2 separate regions of the Mus musculus genome follow, and region 2 is linked to region 1. A link is a contact called in public promoter capture Hi-C data. All regions are on one chromosome and are shown on one strand. The core of a region is the stretch at or near the end of the contact, and the rest is flanking DNA. Distances in the headings are between cores, read along the strand shown.

Region 1 (6,392 bases), core at 1,329-3,828:
CCTCTGCTTCATTCCAAATAGAAATTTATATACAGTTCATTCTCAGAGGTCTCTCCAGATGTTTTCAGGCTAAGAACATATATGAACTATATATGCACAAAACCTGTACTTGCTTGGCTGTCCCACTGGTCCAAAACCACCCCTGTTAATATGATCCGGGGTCTAAACGTTTTTATTTAGCACATCCTAGATTTCTAGAAGGAACATTTTTCCTTGCTGTATGTTATCTGTGTCCATTTTTACTTACTGGATGTGTGCAAGGCGGCTGAGCAGCTTCAGAGGAAATGGTGTCTGGAATGACGCATTTGAGACCTGGACTTTGTCTAGTCTCAAAGTCATCTTGTGCAGGAAAGAACCTGTAACCTGGGGCTGGAGAAATGCCTCCGAGATTAAGAGCTCTTGCTGTATGAGTTCAAATCCCAGCAACCACATGGTGGCTCATAACCACCTATAATGAGATCTGGTGCCCTCTTCTGGCCTGTAGGCATACATGGAAAAGAGGGAGATATATATCTATCTATATCTATATCTATATAGAGAGATATCACCAGACTTTTGGGTACTTTGTGAATTTTTTAAAATTCCACTCTTTTCCACCCCTCTCCTTTCCACCCCCTAACACTAGGTAGAAAAGACAAAAGGGCAGAGGGGGAAAGGGGTGACATTATTGTTAGACAACTTCCTGCTGATTAGGGGCGTCGAGTTTCTTGGGGCAAGTTTGAGCTTCTTCACCATCATATCTAATTTCTTCTTTTCATCTCTTTGCACACAACTGCTTAACAAATCACAGTCAACAGCATCCAACCGCTGAGCAGCCAATCAGTTCCTAGTATCAGGCCCTAGTATTTATATACCCTCTGAAGAGTCCCCAGAATTCCACACACTCTCAGAAACCATCTGCAGCTGGCAAAACCACACCCCTGTTAGAGCATGAGGCAAATTACAGTCAGCTGCTGTGGACAATCTGAAGCAGCCCCACCTGGGGTTAAAACAAACAAACAAACAAACAAAACATTCTTTATATTTCTGTGTTTTTTTAAAGAAACCAAAATTCTCACTACAAGAATCACCGTGGTCCTCTTTCCCCAAACCTTAGTGTTTGTGGTCTCCACCTCCTCAGATGGTATCCACTTCACATGCATATAATACAGATCTTGGAATTGCAATCTAGGAATAAAGAAAATCTGTTTGTATAAACTTTCACTGGAGAACTGGGGTGGGGCGTGCCACACTGCGTGCACTTGGAAATTCATCTCTCTCTCAAGCTCTCCGGGGTTTGCTGCTGACTCCATTCATCTTGACATTTATATACTATTTTATATTTATTTAAGCATTAGGTAGAGGCTAGTTCAGCTTCTTCCACTCAGTAAGCCCCTTGTGGTTAGAACAGTTGCTTTAAATGTATGCATTAAATGAACTTTATATTTCTCAAACACCTACTCCTCTTGGGACACCAAAAAAGCTATTTAGTAAGAACTGCTTAATTCATAAATGATACCTCGGGACTGTCTGGACTCTGAACTCCTAAAACATTTACAGCCTCCATATAGCCCAGACTTCTTAGACATTGCAGCTTTTCTGTCCTCATAGCAGTTGTGTGTGCCACTCCAAGACACATGATCTTCAACTGCTGAAATATGAAGTCATGGCTATTGCAGCCAAGCTCCGATAGTCATTCCTCACCTTCTGCTCACTGAAAGAATCCATTACAAGTTCTTTCCTTTCCTTTTCTTTCTTTTTTTTTTTCTTTTTGGTTTTTCGAGACAGGGTTTCTCTGTGTAGCCCTGGCTGTCCTGGAACTCACTTTGTAGACCAGACTGGCATTGAACTCAGAAATCTGCCTGCCTCTGCCTTCCAAGTGCTGGGATTAAAGGCGTGCGCCACCATGCGTCACTCTCGGTTTTTTAAAAGTACAAATGCAAAATAAGTTCAAAAGGTTTGACAATGCAAAACACACAATGTAAAATTAGTAAGCACGCAAGGTCTTGTATTGCCCTCAGGTTCTTCTCTCAGACCCAGGGCGTCCACACCAGGCGGTCCTTAGAACCTCACCAGGGGAAGGCAGCCTAAGACTCAAAGAGCGCGGAACCTGGAACTGAGATCTGTGCAGATGTTCAATCTTTGGTGACCCCGTGGACGCCCTGCACTCATTTAAAGGTTGCCCGGGGTCCTAAGGGAGTCTTTGTGCTTATTACAGACTATGCAGTAGATTCCCAAAGTTTTAAGGGATGCTCCCGCCTTTTGGCCGCCTCAAGTTGAAGTGTTCCCGCCCACAGTGGCTGCTTCCCGAGCAGGCAAGCGGCTCTGGCTCCCTCTGGGTCTAGTGGTTCCTCTGGAGTCTCCCAAGCTCAGCCTCGTCCACTTCTCTCCAAGTCCTGCTTTCCCCAAGCCAGGGAGCATGCCGGCGTCCTCACTGGAGCTCAGCCACGCCTCCTCACTCCAAGTTTGATTTCAGAGCGCGCCAAGCCTGAGGGAGACTGTAATTGGTTGAAAGTGAGAGACTCTCCCGCTTGATTGGTGGAGTGTTGTGGTGGGCGGGACGGGGCGGAGTCAAAGACGGAAACCCGGCGGGCCAGGGCTTCCTGGCTGCGGTATGGACCTGGTTAAGTGTCCGGAGCACGGTAAGGCCTCAGTCTCGGGATTTCCCTCCCGGGGACTGTGGGACTGGCTTGGAGTGGCCGATGCTGACCTTCTTGTTTCCTCAGGGGACGCCTGCTTCTTAAAGACCGGCGTCCGCGATGGCCCGAATAAGGGAAAGAGCTTCTACGTGTGCCGGACGAACACATGCGGCTTCGTGCAGGCCACCGAGTGAGTCTCCAGCCCGGCCCGGTTACACGGAGTGACCCAGCCTGGTCACTTCAGCTGCCTTGGGACGCGGACTCACCCACACTCCGATCCTTCTAGAGTCTGCTTCAAGTTTCTAGGCACCTGTCTGGCCTTACTTAGCCACTCCCCTTTGCCCCGGCATCCTTTCTGCTCCCTCTAAAAAGTGTAAACAAACAGTGGACATGGGAATTAATTTGCTAGTCTTGTACCAATTTTAGGTCGCCATTTAAATTTTACGTTTAAGGTTAAAACATGTTAATTAGACACAAGCTTTTCTCCTTCATCTAGTGGCATGACGTTAACAACCCAGAGAGAGCCAGAGTCTTTAGGGCAGTGTTTCTCAACCTGCGGGTCACGACCTTCAGGATCTAAGGACGCTTTCACAGGGGTTGCATTTCAGTTATCCTGCAAATCAGATATTTTTACATTGCGATTCAAAACGGCAAAAATTACAGTTATAAAGTAGCAATGGGAATGATTTTATGATTGGGGTCACCATAACTGTTGTAACGGGTATTAGGAAGGTTGAGAACCGCTGCTGTAGGGAGTTAGTGCTGAAAGAAACATCAGAGGTTGATGTGGATCGCAGGTTCTGCAGATGTGAAAGCTGAGACCTAGAAACCTCAAGCATCTTGTCTAAAGTGAGGAAAGTCAAGTGTGACAATCTTTTTTTTTTTTTTTTTTTTTCCCAGACAGGGTTTCTCTGTATAGCCCTGGCTGTCCTGGAACTCACTCTGTAGACCAGGCTGGCCTCGAACTCAGAAATCCGCCTGCCTCTGCCTCCCAAGTGCTGGGATTAAAGTCGTGCGCCACCACCGCCCGGCAAGTGTGACAATCTTAACATACCGGGTGTTGACATTCTCGAAGTGAAATTACACTGTGGTGTCATTTAACATTTCTCCCTGCTCTCTATTCAGCTGGACTTTGTAGAGCATGGTTATTTTTTTTTCAGTATCATAGCTATACTAATATACTAATGAATATTAGTAATATACTAATGAATAGTAGTACTGGAATAACTTGTATGATTTGTGTCTCCACTTTGTACCAGAATTTACTATTTATTTCTAGAAATATTATATAGATAATGTTTCTAAATATACTGAGATTTGGTACCCTGCTCAAATGTTTTAAGACACATGTGTGCTCATGTTTATAGGAATTGTGCATCAATGTTGGTCTTAGGTTTGTTTCAACATTAAAAGAAATGTTCTTGTGGACTGGAGAGATGGGCCAACCTTTAAGAGCACTGGCTGTTCTTCCAGAGGCCCTAGCTTCAATTTCCAGCACCCACTTAGGGGCTGTCAAATGTCTATAACTTCAGTTCCAGGGGATCGGGTGCCCACTTCTGGCCTCTGAAGGCCCAGCATGTACTTGGTGTATAGACACACATGCAGGCAAAATATCCCTAAACATAAAATAGAAATAAATCAATCTTGAAAAAGAGAGTGAAGATTCTTAAACAGTGTGTCACTTACATGGCTACACTGCAATACAGACTAGTACAGTACTTTCACTCGAGGCTTGCAGTGTGTCTGAGGAGCAGACTGCAGACAGTTTTACAAGTCACGGGAGAATGCTTTAGACCTTCACTCAAACCTGTTCACATATTTTTCTTCTATAAGTAATAAGGAGGGACATTTAAGATTTTATGCCAGGCAAGCAGCACATGAGTAAGTTATTGTAAGAGGGAGACACGTGAGTAACAGCACGTGGCACCTAATAGGGTATTAATGGATAAAGGGTAATGGGAGAACCTGAGGAGAAGTCACAGCAGGCCTGCCCTATAGCCTGCCTTAGACTATAAGCCATCCCTGGGAGGGTTGCAATGTGGGCATCATAGGACAGTCAGGAAGAAAAAAATACAGAGTGAGTTCCAGGACAGCCAGGGCTACACAGAGAAACCCTGTCTCAAACAACCAAAATAATAACAATAATAATAATTATGGCCATGCTTTGGTTTAGAAAGTGAGAAGAGGGAAAGACTATGGATCCTTTCCTCAGGAAGCCACACAGGTAACCAACCATCTGTGGGACTTACAAACCCAGGACACCTTGGTGTAACATCTGTGGCTGGGCTGGGTGTGGTGGCACACACCTGTGATCCTAGGACTCAAGAGGCAGAAGAAGGATTGCTGCAAGTCTGAGGCCACACTGGTCTAGGTAGTGACTCCCAGGCCAGCCAGGGCTACTCAGTGAGACTCTGTCTCCAAATATGTAAATAAAAATAAAAATTCAAGCTTGGATTTGACTTCAGACTGTTGACCTCTCTCTATTTCTTGTCTTCTAATAAAGTTATTTTATTGTATTCTTCTCTTCTAGTATTCCTGTTTCTCACTGTTTATTGCATGAGGAGTTTGTGGTCGAGCTTCAGGGTTTGTTTCTACCACAGGACAAGAAAGAATGGAGGTGAGTGTCCAGAGGAACCCCCCCCCACACACACACACATATCCACACATACACACACACACCCCCAATCTTGAAAGAGTTACAGTCATAGTTTTTTTTGTTTGTTTGTTTTTAATTTTTTAAAAATAAGGGATTTTGTTCTTTAAAGGTCATTACTGAAACCCTTTGTTGTACATGCTGATCATCATCTAGCTACCTTGTTGGCAATTCCAAACCTGTGGGTCTCGGGTCTTGACCCTTTCACAGGGGTCACATATCAGATATTTACATTATGATTCATAACAGTAGCACAATTACAGTTATGAAGTATCAACAAAAATAATTTTATGATTGAGGTTATCTCAACATGAGGAACTGTATTAAAGGGTCACGGTGTTAAGGTTGACAACCAGTGCCCCAAATACTGACTGAGCTACCCTGAGCAGCCAGTTCCCCCCCTGCTGTTCAGTTGCTAATAACATCAACCTTGTCAACTTTCTATTCTGGTAATAGAAAAAGGGAAAAGGTCTAACATGCTAAGTAAGACTCAGTAAAGTGCAGTTTTCCTTGGGAAGAGCAGGGAAGTCCATATAGATGGGAGAAGTTATTCGTCATGAATATTAAAGGGTAAATAGAAAGTTACCAGTCATTAGATAGTCTTTTAAAGGAACACATTGCATTGGGATACCAAGGCGTGACATAACATGACCACTTCAAGAATTGGCTTGGTGGTTTGGCCAAGAAGGCAGGGGTTATACACACATGATGGTTTTTATGTAATAGTCTATGTTTTAGAATTTATGTGTTCTAAGTCTCTGTCCCCAATCAAAGGCTATCGAAATACTTGGCATCCTTGTTAAAAAAAAAAAAAAAAAAAACTGACCCTAAGTTTGTGTCCGTGCCTGAGGTGGTTAGTTTTTGTCCGTTGCTTCATTTACATGTTCTGTGTGGTTGTTATATGAAATAGTCTGTCTTCCAGCTTCTTCAAGATTGTGCTGGAAATGTGGGATCGTTGTGTTTGCATATCAAATATAGATTCAACCTCTTAAATTTCTACAGAAAACTCTGTTGAGGTTGCATAACTTACACAGGCAGCTTTGAGAGAACAGACATCAATATTGGCTTTTCCAGGCTGTGAGCACGGTGCATAGTACAACTTTAAATTTTTCTCTCAGTGT
Region 2 (6,392 bases), core at 2,063-4,562, 2.1 Mb before region 1:
AAAGAATACCTCCCCCATAAAGTTGCCAAGAGTAAACAAATTCATACATATTCAGAACAGTGTCTGACCCATTGTGTATACTTTGTAAGTCTGCCAACACCTCGTGCGCCACTACGCCCGGCTGATGGAGGTATTCTTATAATAAATTCAGAAACACAGAGACACACAGATTTAGTATTTTGTCCTAAAGTTACTTAGCTAATTAATAACAGAGCCATGTTTTAACTTTGACAGTGACTAAAGATAGAATGCTGCTGTAAGAGAGAGAGACCCAGTGTTTTGGGGGTCTACCTCTGCTATATGGATGGGCAGTGGTGGTGCATGCCTTTAATCCCAGAACTGGGGAGGCAGAGGCAGAGGCAGGTGGAGCTCTGTGAGTTCAAGGCTAGCCTGATCAAAGAGTTCCAGGCCACACAAAGAAACCCTGTCTTTAAAACCAGACCAAACTTAAACAAACAAACAGAAAAATCACAACAACTCTGAAAATCTAACACCTCTGAACTCAGAATATTGGCTGGGAGTGTTGGCATATACCTATAAAGTTAGCACTTGGAAGGCTGAGGCCAAGTGCTAAATTCAAGGTAAGTCTGGGATACATAGCAACATCCTGTCTCAAAAATGTAAAATGAGTAAGAATGTTGTACTAAAATCCTTAGGGCCCAAATAGCTCTGAAACTCACCAGTTCTCTGAGAAGTCTTACTGTTACTCTGTAGCAGACCCCATTTCCCGAGTAGTACCGTGACAGTACACCACACACTCAGTGAAAATCAGATTCTTCTCTTTTTCTTTCTTTTGTTTTTTGAGACAGGGTTTCTCTGTGTAGCCCTGTCTGTCCTGGAACTCACTCTGTAAACCAGGCTGGCCTCGAACTTAGAAATCCGCCTGCCTTTGCCTCCTGAGTGCTGGGATTAAAGGTGTGCACCATCACTGCCTAGCAGATTCTTTTTAATATTTGGGGTTTAAAGATGGTCCATGGGCAAAGGCGCCTGCTAACTAAGCCAAGATGCCCAGGCCCTAAGGAGGGAGCTTTTATTAGCTGTCTTCTGCCTCCCATGGCACATATCTGCTGTTGCACTTGTTCTGGCCTCCACAAAACAAAACAAAACAAAACAATATCACCAAAATGTTAAAAAGTTGTATGTTTCCTAAGTCCATATACTTTAGTATAGTTTCAGAGCACATACAAATTTTTTGTTTCAGAAAATATCCCCAGTACCTGTAGAGGTTAATATCTGCAAATGATTTGCTATTATTGATGGCAAATACACAGAGGAACCCTTCGCCTGTCCTCATGTACTGGTCTCTCATGGCACTGTACTCCTCTTGTCCAGCTGTGTCCAGTATGTCCAGCAGGCAGGTCTCACCATCAATCACCACTTGCTTTCGGTAAGAATCCTGGGAATATGAAAGAGTGAGGAGGTGGTGGTGGGGGGGACAAGGACAGGCTCAATCTTTATTTAAAACCAGAGAAATGTAATTAACCAGGATGAATACGCCTACCTATGTGATTTACCCTCAACCCGCTAACAGTAGCATGAATAGCAAACAAACATACACATACATAATCACACGCATGCATGCACACATGACATAAGGGCAGGTGAATTTATATCTGTGAGTTCAAGTCTCAGGCCAGCCAGGGTAGTGCAGTGAGACCCTGTTTCAAAAAAAAACAAAACAAAAACAAAACCAGCCTGAGTTATGAGGTTAAGACAAAAACAAAAAACAAACAAACAATAACAACAACAACAACAAAAACAAAAAACCAAAGAAAACAAAACCACTAATAAAAAATAACAAAACCAGAAACATCTAGTATGGATTTATGGCCAAATTCTTATTTTTATTATATAATAGTCCAAACTTAGAAGACCTTATCTGTGGTTTTGGAAATGTGCTTATATTTTGTTTCATGAATATATTAAAATGTAACCTGTGTAGACATCTGAATTTAACTAACATTCCTGTGTGTTAGAACAGGTTTACACATGAAAAAAATATTTGGTTTTTGTAAACAGGGCCTCAGTAAGTAGTTCAGGCAAGCCTAGAAATTGAAACCTCCTCCCTCAGCCTCTTGAATGCTTACAAATTGGACTTATACATACCTGCACCATTAATCCCAGGGAAGTGATAGAAATTTAACGTCATATAGAAATATGAGACTTGTAAGGATTTAGGTGATTTTCCTCAATATCCGTAACTAAATTGTGAAGAAATTCCTAGATACAATGACTCAAAATCTCAACTTGTTTCTACCCCAACTCAATCTGGACTAGATCAAAAATGACAACTTCAGACTATCCAGAGCTCTGAGTTCTCTATCCTCACTGTATGATCGCCTACAATCTTTTTCCTTGTGACCTACGTTTCTATTAAAGAGCTGTGACATAAAGAAACAATGAAAACTGTGTTCTTTTAAAAGGAAATCCTCAGTAAGCACGAACTTGTTTACTGCTTTTTTGGAATACCTCCTTGCTTTCTCTTCTCTTTACTTTCAAAGAGCCGTTATGGGCAAGAGAAAGCCCAAAGTGAGGATAAGGGCCAGGCAGGGGCTGGGCCTCACCTCTATGGTGGGATCATATTCATCCACAAAGTGGTTCTGGATTAGCTGGATCGTCAAGGCGCTTTTCCCAACACCACCTGCTCCAACCACCACCAGTTTGTACTCAGTCATTTCACACCAGCAAAAACCTGTAGAAAAGCAGCAATTACGATTAAACTGGCAAACCAAACCTACAATACTTCAAGGGCTTCTATGAGTTTACCAAACTCTTCTGTTTCTAAGGCACCCATTCGATACACGTGGCCTTCCACTAAGTTCTCAAAGTGATTCAGAAACATAGCATTCCTTGCAGATGAGTGCGGGCCAGATTATTGGATTAAAGACCAGCGACTATTTTTTCAATCTACTCGGCCCCGCCCTCAGTTTACGGGAAAAGAACCCCCCTCTTCCAATTCCTGCAAACCCAAGCTCTGGGGTCCGCCTGGCACAACCACTTCCCGAAACTCCCCTTTCCGGCTCCGAAAATCACCCCAGAGCCAGCCAGAGTCCCCCACCCAAGCCTTTGTTTCAGCTCGCCAAGTCTCCGCGTCTCCCCGCCCCGCCAGGCGTTCACACGCTGAGAAGTCCGACGCCAGGCAGGCCGGAGCTTTACCTCAAACTCCGCAGACCCCGCCTCGGGAGGCTTTTGGACTTCAACCTGAGAAGCTGTTGGAGACCCCGAAACCGCCATGAACAGCCCCCGCCAGGGAGCGGCACTTCCGGCCCCACCCGCTACGTAATCACTAGGCGCCCAAGGCGCCCCAGTCCCCGCCCCAGCCACGTGGGCCGACGACTAGAGTCTTGCAGCCGGCCGCACCCAGTCCAGCCCCGCCCCGCCCCCATTTCAATAATGAAAGCGCTAGGTGCTAGTGTCTCAAAAATCAGTAAAACTTTATTCGCTTCCATTCTTTCGCCATTAACATAAAACCGGAGAAAGCAAAAATGTTTTGTGTTTACAAAGATAAACGGCCTCTTTACCCAGAGTTCAAAACCTCAAATGACAACGGGGAAGATGAAAGCGCCCTCCCCGACAACCCCTGAGCTGACCCTTGTCATTGTTAGACAAAAAGCCTTCACTCCACTTGCCAGGGACCCTGTTTGGGGCCAATTCAAGATGAAGGCCGAGAAATCAGGCCAATCCGTTCCCGTGATACAAAGTTGAACAGAAGCTACACCAAGGATCAAGTGCCTGTATTGAACAGGGCACTGGAACCACGGGGCTATTTATTAAAAAAAACAGGATTCATTTCAGGCACAACTTTTTTATTATTATTATTTTTTTGTTCATTTTGTTTTTAAATCAGTAAAAGAAACTGGGTCCTAGAAGCTGCAGTGATCTAAGCAGCAGCAATTTTGTGCATTCGTCTTTTGTTTAAATATGTTTAAATTATCACACTGCTGGCACACTTCATTTGCATGAAATTCTGCACCACACATACTAATTGTAGTAAAGTTATTTACCCCCCCCATCCCAGGAAGAAAAAAAAAAAAAAACTACTCGGGAAGATAATTTTCACTGAAATGTAATCAAACTTCGTTAAGTGGATTGTGACAAGATTATAAATGATATGAAAATAACATTTTAACATTTGGCCATCAACTTAAGAATATCGTTTGCTATATAAATTTTTGCAATTTTTAAAGGTAATATATTCTACCTTCATATGGTCCTCAGAATTAAAGCATAATGAACAGGGAAAAAATAGGAAAAGAATGCAGCTGAGTGTTAAGTCATGAAGGTAGAGTATATACTGACTAGAGTGCAGAATTTCATAGGGCCAACAAAGTAACAGTCTGCATTGTTCACTTACACAGGCCAAGTGGAATTTGCAATTACCAGTTGCGTTAAATGCACCAAATAAAGCTCCTAAATTGACACTATAAGGCGCCACCTTTAAGTTTTCCAGGCTGCAACTGTGCATAATTTTAAAATGGTTTCTTAAATTTATTTATTTTTTTCTTTAAACATAACACGAGGAAGGTGTTAAAACTGGTGTAATAGCTCAATAGAATAAGTATTCCAGATTTTGGGAGGGATGAAGAGAAAGATATTCAGAACCCTTCACCAGAATCCCCCCAACTCGACCATAGTGAATTAATGATGTGCTTTGTGGACGTGGTTAGTCAATGACACCAGCTTGACGGATCTTTCTTTCTGCACCAAATCCCTATGAAGAAATATAACAGTTAATGATTTGAGTGTATTGACAATCACAACATACAATTCTAAAATCAACTATGAAAGTATTTATCATATCCACTACCAATTCTCTCCTAAGAGTAAGAAACTTATTAAATAGAATATACCAAGAAATGCACTTCTTGGTGTAATCAGTTATCCTACCATGGGCAAAGCAGAGAGTGGGGAGTTCAAGGCCACTCTAATCTACATATGAGACCCTATCTCAAAACGGAAAGAAGTGCTTCTTATAGAAAGCATCTACTCTATTAGGGTCTGAATTAATGTGTTAGGGAGTCCAAATTAGTGATAAGCAACCCTTGCTTGCTTCACTAACTTCTTTAAGCTCAAGTAAGATTATTAGTTGACCTCCCTCACATCCCTAATGAAATCATACCATTGAGTTATCTGGTCCCCTTGGCTGACGAAGAACCATTAGACGTGGAGCACTGGCATCATCCAGGGTGATGTTCTTTAGGCGATTGACCAACCGGTCAGGTCGAGGAGCTGCAACAGCTTTGGGGCCTTCACTGTAAGAGTGAAAGTGAGAAGAACCAACAATTGCTGGGAAGAAGGCAAGCAGTTGTATGTTCCCTACCCAAATGACTCACTTTTAATGAGGGAGACTCTTCTTGCCTCATCTTAGCTAGCAAGACAAGACAGACAAGTTTATATATACTTCCCAGCTCAGAGTTTCAACAGCATTGGAGCTATAAAGAATCCTAGACTTGTCAACAGAGAGACTAATTCCAGATACACAAAACAAGGTAAAAGATGTTAAAAAAAAAAAATCTTGAAAAAAAGCCAAATATGAAGAAATAGGTCTAGATTCCTATCTCTTAAAGGAACAATGTTGAGATTAAAAACCTAATAGCATAAGTTAGAATGACTAAGGTATAAAACTGAGACCTATCTCAAACATTTCAGCAGCACAAAGTCTAAAAGTGAGTAGACAGAAAGAGCGAGCCAATAAGCTAAACTCTTAAGTACAAGGATCATATAACCGTTTAGTATTTAAGCTACAGCACACACAGTGCTAACGCATCATAGTACCTAAGTGTTTCTCAGGTCAGGGTTATAGGACTCAAAGCCAGACAATAAATACCAGAGATAGAAAAATAGATATGGTGGCACATGGCAGCAAGCTGAAAGTAAGGTAAGTCACGGATATAAAACTGAGACCTATCTCAAACAAAGCAATGACTAGCAGAAAAAGACAAAATTAGATAGAGATAGAAGTGTAAAATAGTTCCTACTAAACCCAGCCAGAGGAGAGTGGCAAAGAAAGCACAGAATGCATGAATGAGTGAGGGATGAACTCAGAGCAGTTATTTCCAACCATAATAAACCATAGAAACTCACCAGACTCGCCAGACATTACAGGCACTGCACTTCCCAGTGCGCTGATTAAGGATCACTGAGAATTCCACCTCATCTCCTGCCTGTAGCTCAACGCCATCCTGAACTTCTTTCACATGGAAAAAGAGCTTCTTGCTATCTCCTACTTCATAGTTAATAAAGCCAAACTGGAAAAAGAGCACACACAAAACAAAATTTACAATGGAGAACACATACCACAGAAAGGAAGAGCAATTCACTTTGAAAGATAATGCTAACCCTAATTAGAAAGGACTTAGAAAACATGGCATTACTAATGATGAGCTAAATTC

What was found. Promoter capture Hi-C pulls out the DNA fragments that hold promoters and counts their contacts.
Region 2: a contact with region 1 is called in a promoter capture Hi-C map of pre-B cells, with 6 times the contacts expected there. The contact joins the promoter of Nras here to the promoter of Ttf2 in region 1.

The regions. Positions count from the first base shown.
Region 1 is chr3:100,965,849-100,972,240 of GRCm38.p6, reverse strand. It overlaps Ttf2 (transcription termination factor, RNA polymerase II), which reads left to right and starts at 2,578. Exons shown (of 23, transcript NM_001013026.2): 1 at 2,578-2,621; 2 at 2,706-2,808; 3 at 5,149-5,235. The coding sequence starts at 2,594.
Region 2 is chr3:103,055,205-103,061,596 of GRCm38.p6, reverse strand. Nras (neuroblastoma ras oncogene) reads right to left here and starts at 3,312. Exons shown (of 7, transcript NM_010937.2): 1 at 3,157-3,312; 2 at 2,565-2,692; 3 at 1,218-1,396. The coding sequence starts at 2,675. Csde1 (cold shock domain containing E1, RNA binding) reads right to left here. Exons shown (of 19, transcript NM_001161854.2): 17 at 6,085-6,248; 18 at 5,120-5,252; 19 at 3,411-4,711. The coding sequence ends at 4,664.